Linked DNA regions of Sus scrofa: region 2 is linked to region 1. Evidence: chromatin contacts called from public HiChIP or PLAC-seq data. All regions are on one chromosome and are shown on one strand. Each heading gives the region's core, a stretch centred on a gene start, on an enhancer-like site or on the middle of the called end of the contact. The rest is flanking DNA. Distances are from core to core; before and after follow the strand shown. Region 1 has its middle 14 kb from the start of ARNT. Region 2 has its middle 11 kb from the start of ENSA.

Region 1 (4,549 bases), core at 830-3,329:
TTTTACAATATTTTGCACATATACAAATACTCTTCTTTGATATGCAGAAAAATAGCTATTTACAAAGACTTTGTTGTGTATTACTATTTCTCTTAAGCAGATAGTTATCTGAGATTTTTTTTTTTTTCCTTTTTAGGTCTGCATAGGCAGTATATGGCAGTTATCAGGATAGGGGTAGAACTAGAGCTGTAGCTGCTGGCTACAGCCACAGCCACAGCAGCCCCAGATCCAAGCCACATATGCAACCTACACCCTGGATCCTTAACTCACTAAGTGAGGCCAGGGATTGTACCAGTATTCTCATGAACACTATGTTGGGTTCTTAACCCACTGAGCCACAGTGGAAACTCCCATCAAGTTATTTTGGCTTCCCCTAATTAAATCTGAATTCCTGAACTTTGACTCAAAGGTCTCAAACTTCTCACTTACAGCTGTCAAATTCCAGGAAGCTAATTTTGCTCCTGTTAGTCTGAGGATATCTTTCCTCTCCCTTAAAAATTAACATATAACCTTATTGAAAGGAGGAAAGAAAAGAGATGATGTTGTTTTTGTTCCAAGTATGATGTGTATGTTTTTTGGCTTTTATTTTCAAGTGCAAGGATCCAATCCAGGTTTTACACGGCCTGACATTTATACACTTGGAGGTCCCTATCTTTAAGAAAAAGCATACAAGATTTTAAATACAAAATTAGTTAAAAGTTTTTAGAATGGGTAAAAAACCATAACAAATTATTGGAGACTTGGATATTCTGTTTCCATTCTTCTGAAACCTCCTAGATAAAATAGCTTTTCTTGACAGGTATAAATGACAGATAAAACAGTAAATTCAAGATCTGTTTTCCAAAGAGAAGACTTGCCCTAGAATTTTTTTAGTGGTTCTTAAGGTTTCTATTTTGAGTTGAATAGTAGTACTGCTCAGGATTAGAGTAGGGAAAAGAATCTATTGGTTTATGTAAAATTCAGTCCTGCTAAAGTAGGGAACAGAATAACAGTATTCATTTACATGACTGCAGCAATGTCAGTTCCTCTTCCACTTAACTTCCAAAAAAGATCAATCACCTTTTCCTTTCCTTGCGTTTTTTTTTCCCCATCTGTAGTACCCATATTTTTTCCATCTGTAGTACCCTATATTTTTCTTTCTTTCTTTTGCTTTTTTTTTTTTTTTTTTTTTTTTGCTTTTTTTTTTTAGGGCTCTACCTGTGGCATATGGAAGTTCCCAGGCTGGGGGTCGAACGGGAGCTACAGTTACCAGCCTTCGCCACAGCCACAGGAACACGGGATCGGAGCCATGTCTGCGACCTACACCACAGCTCATGGCAATGCTGGATCCCAGACTCACTGAGAGAGGCCAGGGATTGAACCCAAATCCTCATGGATACCAGCTAGATTAATTTCCACTGCGCCACAACGGGAACTCTGATTTCTTAAAACAAACAAAACCCCACAACCCAAACTTAAAAAGGCTCAGCTTTTTTTCCTGGCCATAAGTTTAGTCTGAAGGGAGAGGTGATGGTGAAGAAATATCATCATAAAACTTTCTTACTATAATCCTTAAAATCAAAGACATCCTCTAGCTAACAGGACTAACAGAAGTCCTCCAAATTTGCTTCAGAGCAAGACTATGCTCAAGACTTCCCTCTCAGATGAAAGTTTCACTTTGCAAAAAAAAAAAAAAAAAATCTCTAAGGAGAAAAAGCTCTTTACTTCCCTCAGACATTTCCCTAGTAGTCCCCAAACTTGCAGAAAGAAGAGTTGGAATTATTCCCATAAAAACTTCACCAGGAAGGCAGGACGGGTACTTGCCCTTTGAGAGAGAGCTATCCGAGGCTGGCTGTTGGCAGGGCAGTCTCCTACTCAGGCATATCTCTTGGCAGCCTCTCCTCTTTTCATCAGACCCTTCTTACAAAAGGAGAGTGGTTGGTGGCTCTTTCCCTTTCCCACTCCCACACTGAACTGTGATGCTTCATGAATAGTTCAACTAAAACAGGATCACGTTTCAGACACTCCCATAGTGAGTGAGAAAACGATCCCACTAGATTAAATTGGAGCCTAGATCAGTAGAAGTATATTTCCACAACACTGCCAGGGCTGGGACAGCCAAGGTTAATAGTTCATAGTAATACCTTCTAAGTGGGATCACGTGGGTGGTAGAAGATGGTTCGGTAGCCAGCTTTTCGGGTCTGTGCAATGATTCTCTGCATTAGCAGCATCCCCTGAGAAATTGCTAGAAATGTGAATTCTTGAATCTCCCATACCTGCCTTAAAGAATCAGGAACTTTGGAGGTGTCTTGTCAACAAGAACAGTGGAGCTCTAAAATCTTCCCTTTTCCTCAAGAAGAATTTTCTTAGGACATTTGAATCAGAAAAGACAAAACTATTTTACCTAGCATTAGTTATTATACACATACATATACCTTGAATGCAACATTTACTATCATTTCCTGTAAGGTTTTATTGGATTCATCACAGAAGCTTCTATAGAGTGTGTGTGTGTGTGTGTGTGTGTGTGTGTGTGTGTGTGTATACACTTGTAAGTATACAGAATATTTCTGGAGGGACATCCTCCAGGGCTTCAAGGTAAGAACTGGGAGGATTTTTTGTGGGGATATTATCTACTCAAAATTTATTTTGTTCAAGCAGATAAGTTTTCAAGGCGTTATGACACCTTGAAAAAAAGTAACTCCTGAAAGGTGTGCTGTATATTTAATACATATTCATATTTACTGATTGCCTACTAGATGTCAATCACTGTGCTAGAGGCTGGGGCAGAATGGAGAATGAGGTATAGTCCCAGGCTTCAAGCTTTTCTTTTCCCAGGTAACACGAATTATAGCAATAAAAAATATTTTCAGTTTCCAAATTTCTCTTGTCCTTGACCTTACCATCTCAAATTATGTGCAGAAGTTGAGGGACGATAAGGGTATTATCTTTTTCTTTCTAGGGTAGGAAAAACTGAAACAAAACCAGGCTTTGGGGCTCACAGTAATAGCTTCCATCTATTTAGGTTTTTTTTTTTTTGCCTTTTCTAGGGCCGCTCCCGCGGTATATGGAGGTTCCCAGGCTAGGGGACGAATCAGAGCTGTAGCCACTGGCCTATGCCAGAGCTACAGCAATGTGGGATCTGAGCTGAGTCTGCAACCTACACCACAGCTCACAGCAACGCCGGATCCTTGACCCACTGAGCAAGGCCAGGGATCGAACCCGAAACCTCATGGTTCCTAGTCAGATTCATTAACCGCTGTGCCACGATGGGAACTCCACCTTCCATCTATTTAGTGATGGACCTTGAAACAAAATTGTTATATATTTGTTTTTTATAATTACAAATGAGATGTAAACTCATATTAATTCAAACATTACAGATACACATACCAAAAGATAAAAATCTCCCATTAATCTCATTCTTCAGAGATACCTGGTTAACAGTTTGGTGAATTTCTCCAGCTTCAATTTCTGTATTTACTAAAATGTGTATTTTTATTCACAAGGTAATACTTTTTTTTTTTTTTTTTTTTTTTGTCTTTCTAGGGCCATACCCACAGCATATGGAGGTTCCCAGTACTAGAGGTTGAATTGGAGCTGTAGCCACAGGCCTATGCCTCAGCCACAGCAACTTCAGATCTGAGCCGTGTTTGCGACCTATGCCACAGCTCACAGCAACACTGGATCCTTAACCCACTGAGTGGGGCCAGGGATTGAACCCAAGTCCTCATGGATACTAGCTGGGTTCGTTACTTCTGAGCCACAGTAGGAATTCCCAAAATAATACTTATTTTGTGCTTTTTCACTTAACAGTGTATCTTGGCCAGTTTTCATTTTACTTTGTATTTTATTGCATTTTATTTTTAAAAAGCAGATTTTTAAAAGAATTTTATTATAGTTGATTTACAATGTTCCCTCGATTTCTGCTGTACAGCAGTGACCCAGTTATACATATATATTTTTTCTCATATTATCCTCCAGCATGTTCCATCACAAGTGTTTAGATGTAGTTCCTTGTGCTATACAACAGGACCTCATTACTTATCCACTCCAAATGCAATAGTTTGCTTCTACTAACCTCAAACTCCTAGTCCATCCCACTCCCTCCCCATCCCACTTGGCAACCACAAGTCTGTTCTCCATGTCCATGAGTTTATCTTCTGTAGACAGGTTCATTTGTGCCATATGTTAGATTCCAGATATAAGTGATATCATATGGTATTTGTGTTTCTCTTTCTGACTTCAGTTAGTATGAGAGTCTCTAGTTCCATCCATGTTGCTGCACATCTTTTCATTTTAATACATACACATCTACTTCATTCTTTTTAATGGCTACTGAGTCCTCAGGTACTCCATTGCATAGATCTCCCATGGTCCATTTTCCCTATTAGTGGGCATTTGCATTGTCCCTATTATTATATGAACATTGCAATGGATACCTTTTTTTTTTTTTTTTCTTGGCTGTGCCTGTGGCATACAAAAGTTCTGTGGCCAGGGACTGAACCCTCTCCACAGCTGTAACCAGAGCCATGGCAGTGACAACACTGGATCCTTAAACTGCTGAGCC
Region 2 (4,622 bases), core at 1,652-4,151, 200 kb after region 1:
TGCAGCATATGGATGTTCTCAGGGTAGGTGTTGAATCGGAGCTGCAGCTACAGGCCTACACCACTGCCCCAGCAACACCAGATCCTTAACCCACTGAGCTAGGCCAGGAATCAAACCCACATCCTCACAGACAATATGTTGGGTTCTTAACCTACTGAGCCACAGTGGGAACTCCCCTGACTTTCAATAGATTGGTTTTGCTTTTGAACATTATATTAATGAAATCATACAGTATGTATTTTTATGACTTGATTATTTTACTTTGAACATTTGAGTTGTTCTAATTTGGAGCAATTATAGAGCTGCTATGAACACATGTTTCAATGAACATGAGAATGCATTTCAGTTGGATATATGTACCTAAGAGTGGAATTGCTGGGCTATAGGGTTTTAATTTCATTTAGCTTTAATATATAGTGCCACCAGTTTTCCAAAGTATGGTTGTACCAATTTACTCTCCCACCAGCCATACAAAAGAGCTTTTAAATTGTTAAGTCACAGGTTTGGGGAACATGATTGGACTGAACACAAATCTGAATAAATGAAGGCCACTGTTCACTCCTGTGACAATGCTTTAATTTATAGAAACTGGACTTCTTCAGTGGGCTTCAGAGGGTCTCTGCATACCCTAAAATATGTACAATATTTTTGCTTGCATGCATGCATATTCTGTATATATGCATTTTGGAAAGAGAAGAAATATAGCTTGCATCAAGTTCAAAAATCAGATTTCCGGGAGTTCCACTGTGGCTCAGCATAACAAACCTGACTAGTATCCATAGGATGTGGGTTCGATCCCTGGCTCTTCCCAGTGGGTTAAGGATCTGGCATTGCCATGAGTTGTAGTGTAGGTCACAGACTTGGTTCAGATCCTGGGTTGCTGTGGCTGTGGTGTAGGCTGGAGGATACAGTTCCAATTGGAACCCTAGTCTGGAACTTCCATATGCTGCGAGTGCAGCCCTTAAAAAAAAATCAGATTTCCATACTTTGGAAAACTGGTATCAGTATATGCTAAAGCTGAATGTAATCCAATACACAGAGACACATTAAGAATATCTGCTTTAAAGAAAGAAAGAAAAAAAGAATGATTGCTTTATGAAGTCCAACAACCAAGAAGCTATTTGAAAGAAAAAGAAAAAGCTAGTTGCTTGCTATTAACAAACTCTTTTACATTGGTTATGGTGTGTTGACATAAACTCTGAATAGCTATGTTTGACCTCTTCATTTTTCTTTCATTTTTAGCAGGTTAAAATTCTCTATTAAAATAGCTTCAGGAATTCCCACTGTTGCATGGTGGGTTAAGAATCCAGATGCAGGGAGTTCCCTTTGTGACTCAGTGGTAACGAATTCAACTAGTATACATGAGGATGTGGGTTCAATCCCTGGCCCTGCTCAGTGGGTGAGGGTCCTGGCATTGCCCTCAGCTGTGGTGTAGGTCACAGATGTGGCTCAGATCTAGCATTGCTATGGCTGAGATGTAGGCCAGCAGCTACATCTCCAATTGGACCTCTAGCCTGGGAACTTCCATGTGCCGCAGGTGCGGCCCTAAAAAACAAACAAATAAATAAATAAATAAATAGCTTCAGGGTGTTCCCTAGTGGTCTAGTGGTTAGGAGTCAACGCTTTCACCCCTGAAGCCCTGGGAACTGAGATCCCACGTCAAGCTGCTGCATGCTGTGGCCAAAAAAAAAAAAAAAAGCTTCATAACGTGTTGATAACTATCTATTTTGACAACAGCTTTACTGAGATATAAGGCACATACCATAAAATATACCTATTTAAAGTGAATAATTTGGTTTGGGGTTTGTTTTTTTTTTAGTATATTCACAGCACCATGCTATCATCACAATTTTAGGACATGTCATCATCCTAGGGAAAAACCCACACCCATTAGCAGTCATTCCCCTTTTCCCCCCAGTCCTTGGCAAATACTAATTACTTTCTATCTCTACAGATTTGCCTATTCTGGCCATTTCATATAAATGATATCATACAATATGTGTCTTTTGTGACTGCTTCTTTCACTGAGCATCTTTTCAAGGTTCATTCATGTTGTAATACATATCGGTGCTTCATTTTTATTGTCAAATAATGTTCCACTGTATAGATATTTTAAATGGTTTTTTTTTTTTTTTTTTGGAGTTCCTATTGTGGCTCAGTGGGTTAAGAACCCAGCATAGTGTCCGTGAGGATTCAGATTTGATCCCTGGCCTCGCTCCGTGAGTTAAGTATCCGGTGTTGCCACAAGCTGTGGCGTAGGTCACAGATGCAGCTCAGATCCCGAGTTGCTATGGCTGTGGTATATTCCTGCAGCTACAGTTCTCATTTGACCCCTAGCCTGAGAATGTCCATATGCCACGGGTGCAGCTGTAAAATTTAAATTAATTAATGGCTGATTAATTAATGACGTCTTTATAGAATATGATGTGTCCAAAACAAAATCTATCATTTCCTCTCCTAAACCTCCCACTTTCAGATGTCCCCAGATCATTTACCTCGTTGCTCAGGCCAAGCAAGTTATCCTGGACTTTTATAACAGCAAATTCTGGTTGTACTTACAAAATCCCACATCCAGCCATTATCATCCTTCTCTATAGCTACTACCTTCTCGTTCAAACCACTCTCATCTCTCCCTTGAACTGTTATAAAAGCCTAATTGGTTTCCTGCTGTTGCTTCCATTCCCGTTCCCCACAAAGCAGCCAGATTGATCCACTTAATACTTCAGCTTGTGTTTCACCCCTGCTCAACACCATCTAAAGACTGCCTAATCACACACAAAGTAAAATCCAAAGCACCGAAAGCAATCTGCTCCTTGCCTGCATCTCCTCTTTTACTCTGGCTATGGCTACACTGACCTTGCTCTCCTCAAATACGCTAAAGACCTAACCCTGCTTCAGGAGTTTGCACCTGCTGTTCCCTCGGTATGGATCAGTTTTCCTCCCGACAGCTGCTTGGTTTGCTCCCCACCTCATTCAGATCTCTGCTCAAATATCTCAGATCCTCCCTAATCACTCCAAAGTATCACCTCCTCCCACCCAGTCACAAACAGAATCATTTCTGAGCACATCTTATACCTCAGACATGGCGCTAGTCTTAGTGAAGCCACACTTTTTCAGCTTTACCCTCATTCTAAGTTCCACCCTTCCTAATGCTCAGCAATTTAGCTATCTCAAGGGTAAATGATGTATAATTTCAATCATTCCCTAAGTAATCCTAATTTTTTCTTTAGTAATCATAATTCTTATATATTACTCTTAAGCAGTGCTTAGAGTTAGAAATAGCTTGTATCAGAAAGTATTTTCCGAGGTTCCCGTTGTGGTGCAGTGGTTAACGAATCCGACTAGGAACCACGAGGTTGCGGGTTCGATCCCTGCCCTTGCTCAGTGGGTTAACGATCCGGTGTTGCTGTGAGCTGTGGTGTAGGTCGCAGACGAGGCTAGGATCCTGCGTTGCTGTGGCTGGGGTGTAGGCCGGTGGCTGCAGCTCCGATTGGACCCCTAGCCTGGAAACCTCCATATGCCACGGGAGCAGCCCAAGAAAAGACCAAAAAAAAAAAAAGTATTTTCCAAAAGAACTTGCTTATCTTTTAGATATCTAAAATAACCTCTAAATACATTCATAATATATTTTCACTATATTTGCCCAGATCTGATTTGAACAATAGTTTCCATTTCCTTTCTCCATATGCCCTAGCTTAAACTTAACCTGCCTTATCCCTTTCCTCTCTGTATGAAATTGAGCCATATATCAACTGGTTACCAACTTCTGTGAGTCTGCATTCTAATGTCTCATTCCTCTGTGCCCCTCCATTCCTACTGCCACTGCCCCTTGTCAATAAGACAAAATTGGATACATTAGACATTGGAAAATTAGCAGTGGTTGGTGATTCTGGGAAAAATAAGATCATTTTCTACACTCCTTTAAACCTGTTTTTATTATCCACGCACTTCCCTGAAGCAGGTGAAACTTAAATGGAGGTGGGGGGTTTGTTTGAGCTTATATTTGTTTTTGCTTGTTAGGGCTTAAGACCTTTATTGATTTTTTTATTTTATTTTATTTTATTTTATTTTTAAATGATTTTTATTTTTTCCATTATAGCTGGCTCACAGAGTCCTTTACTGAAACTTAATATACATCTAGAAAAGTGCACACATCTTAAGTATGCAGCTCAGTTTTCACAAGCGGAACACATTCCATGTAACCAGCACCAAGAATAAGAAACAGAACATCACCAGTACTTCTGAACCCCCTTCAGGCTCCCGTCCAGTCACTACCCTCCAAGGGTAACTGCTCTCCCAACTGCTAACAATGCTGACCAGTTTGATCTTAACAGAGTTTTTCAAGTAAGTGGGAAAAGCTTAGATGGGGAAATATTTGAGGAAAAGCGTACCTTAGACACCTGAAAGGAAAATGAAAAATTGGTAAGGAGAGGTCTAAACCATCTACAAAGAAAGAGGAAGAGAAGAAGGGAAGAGGAAGAGAGAAAGCAGAAGTTTTAAGAGAAAGAATCTGGTTCTACCTGGTTGGCTGCCCAAGGAACCCTGGCCCCACCCACAGCATATGGAAGTTCCCGGCCAGGGATGTACACCAGCCACAGCTGTGGCAACCATCGTGCCAGGCC

Evidence for each region. HiChIP or PLAC-seq counts read pairs in DNA pulled down with a chosen protein or histone mark.
Region 2: an H3K27ac HiChIP or PLAC-seq map of skeletal muscle shows a contact between it and region 1, with 2.2 times the contacts expected there. The contact joins two enhancer-like sites. A contact is called at or near these places in 3 of 5 promoter capture datasets (fetal liver and liver), 1 of 47 Hi-C or Micro-C datasets (alveolar macrophages) and 1 of 2 datasets of contacts at active chromatin or transcription factors (skeletal muscle).

Annotation. Positions count from the first base shown.
Region 1 is chr4:98,317,107-98,321,655 of Sscrofa11.1, forward strand. No RefSeq gene overlaps it. Among named protein-coding and RNA genes, the nearest start is that of ARNT, 14 kb to the right of the region's middle. Within about 2 kb of position 2,080, at least 4 of the 83 cell types and tissues checked have an H3K27ac peak or open chromatin away from gene starts, as enhancers often do. A contact at or near this core is called in skeletal muscle, where this site is marked.
Region 2 is chr4:98,514,465-98,519,086 of Sscrofa11.1, forward strand. No RefSeq gene overlaps it. Among named protein-coding and RNA genes, the nearest start is that of ENSA, 11 kb to the right of the region's middle. Within about 2 kb of position 2,902, at least 3 of the 83 cell types and tissues checked have an H3K27ac peak or open chromatin away from gene starts, as enhancers often do. A contact at or near this core is called in skeletal muscle, where this site is marked.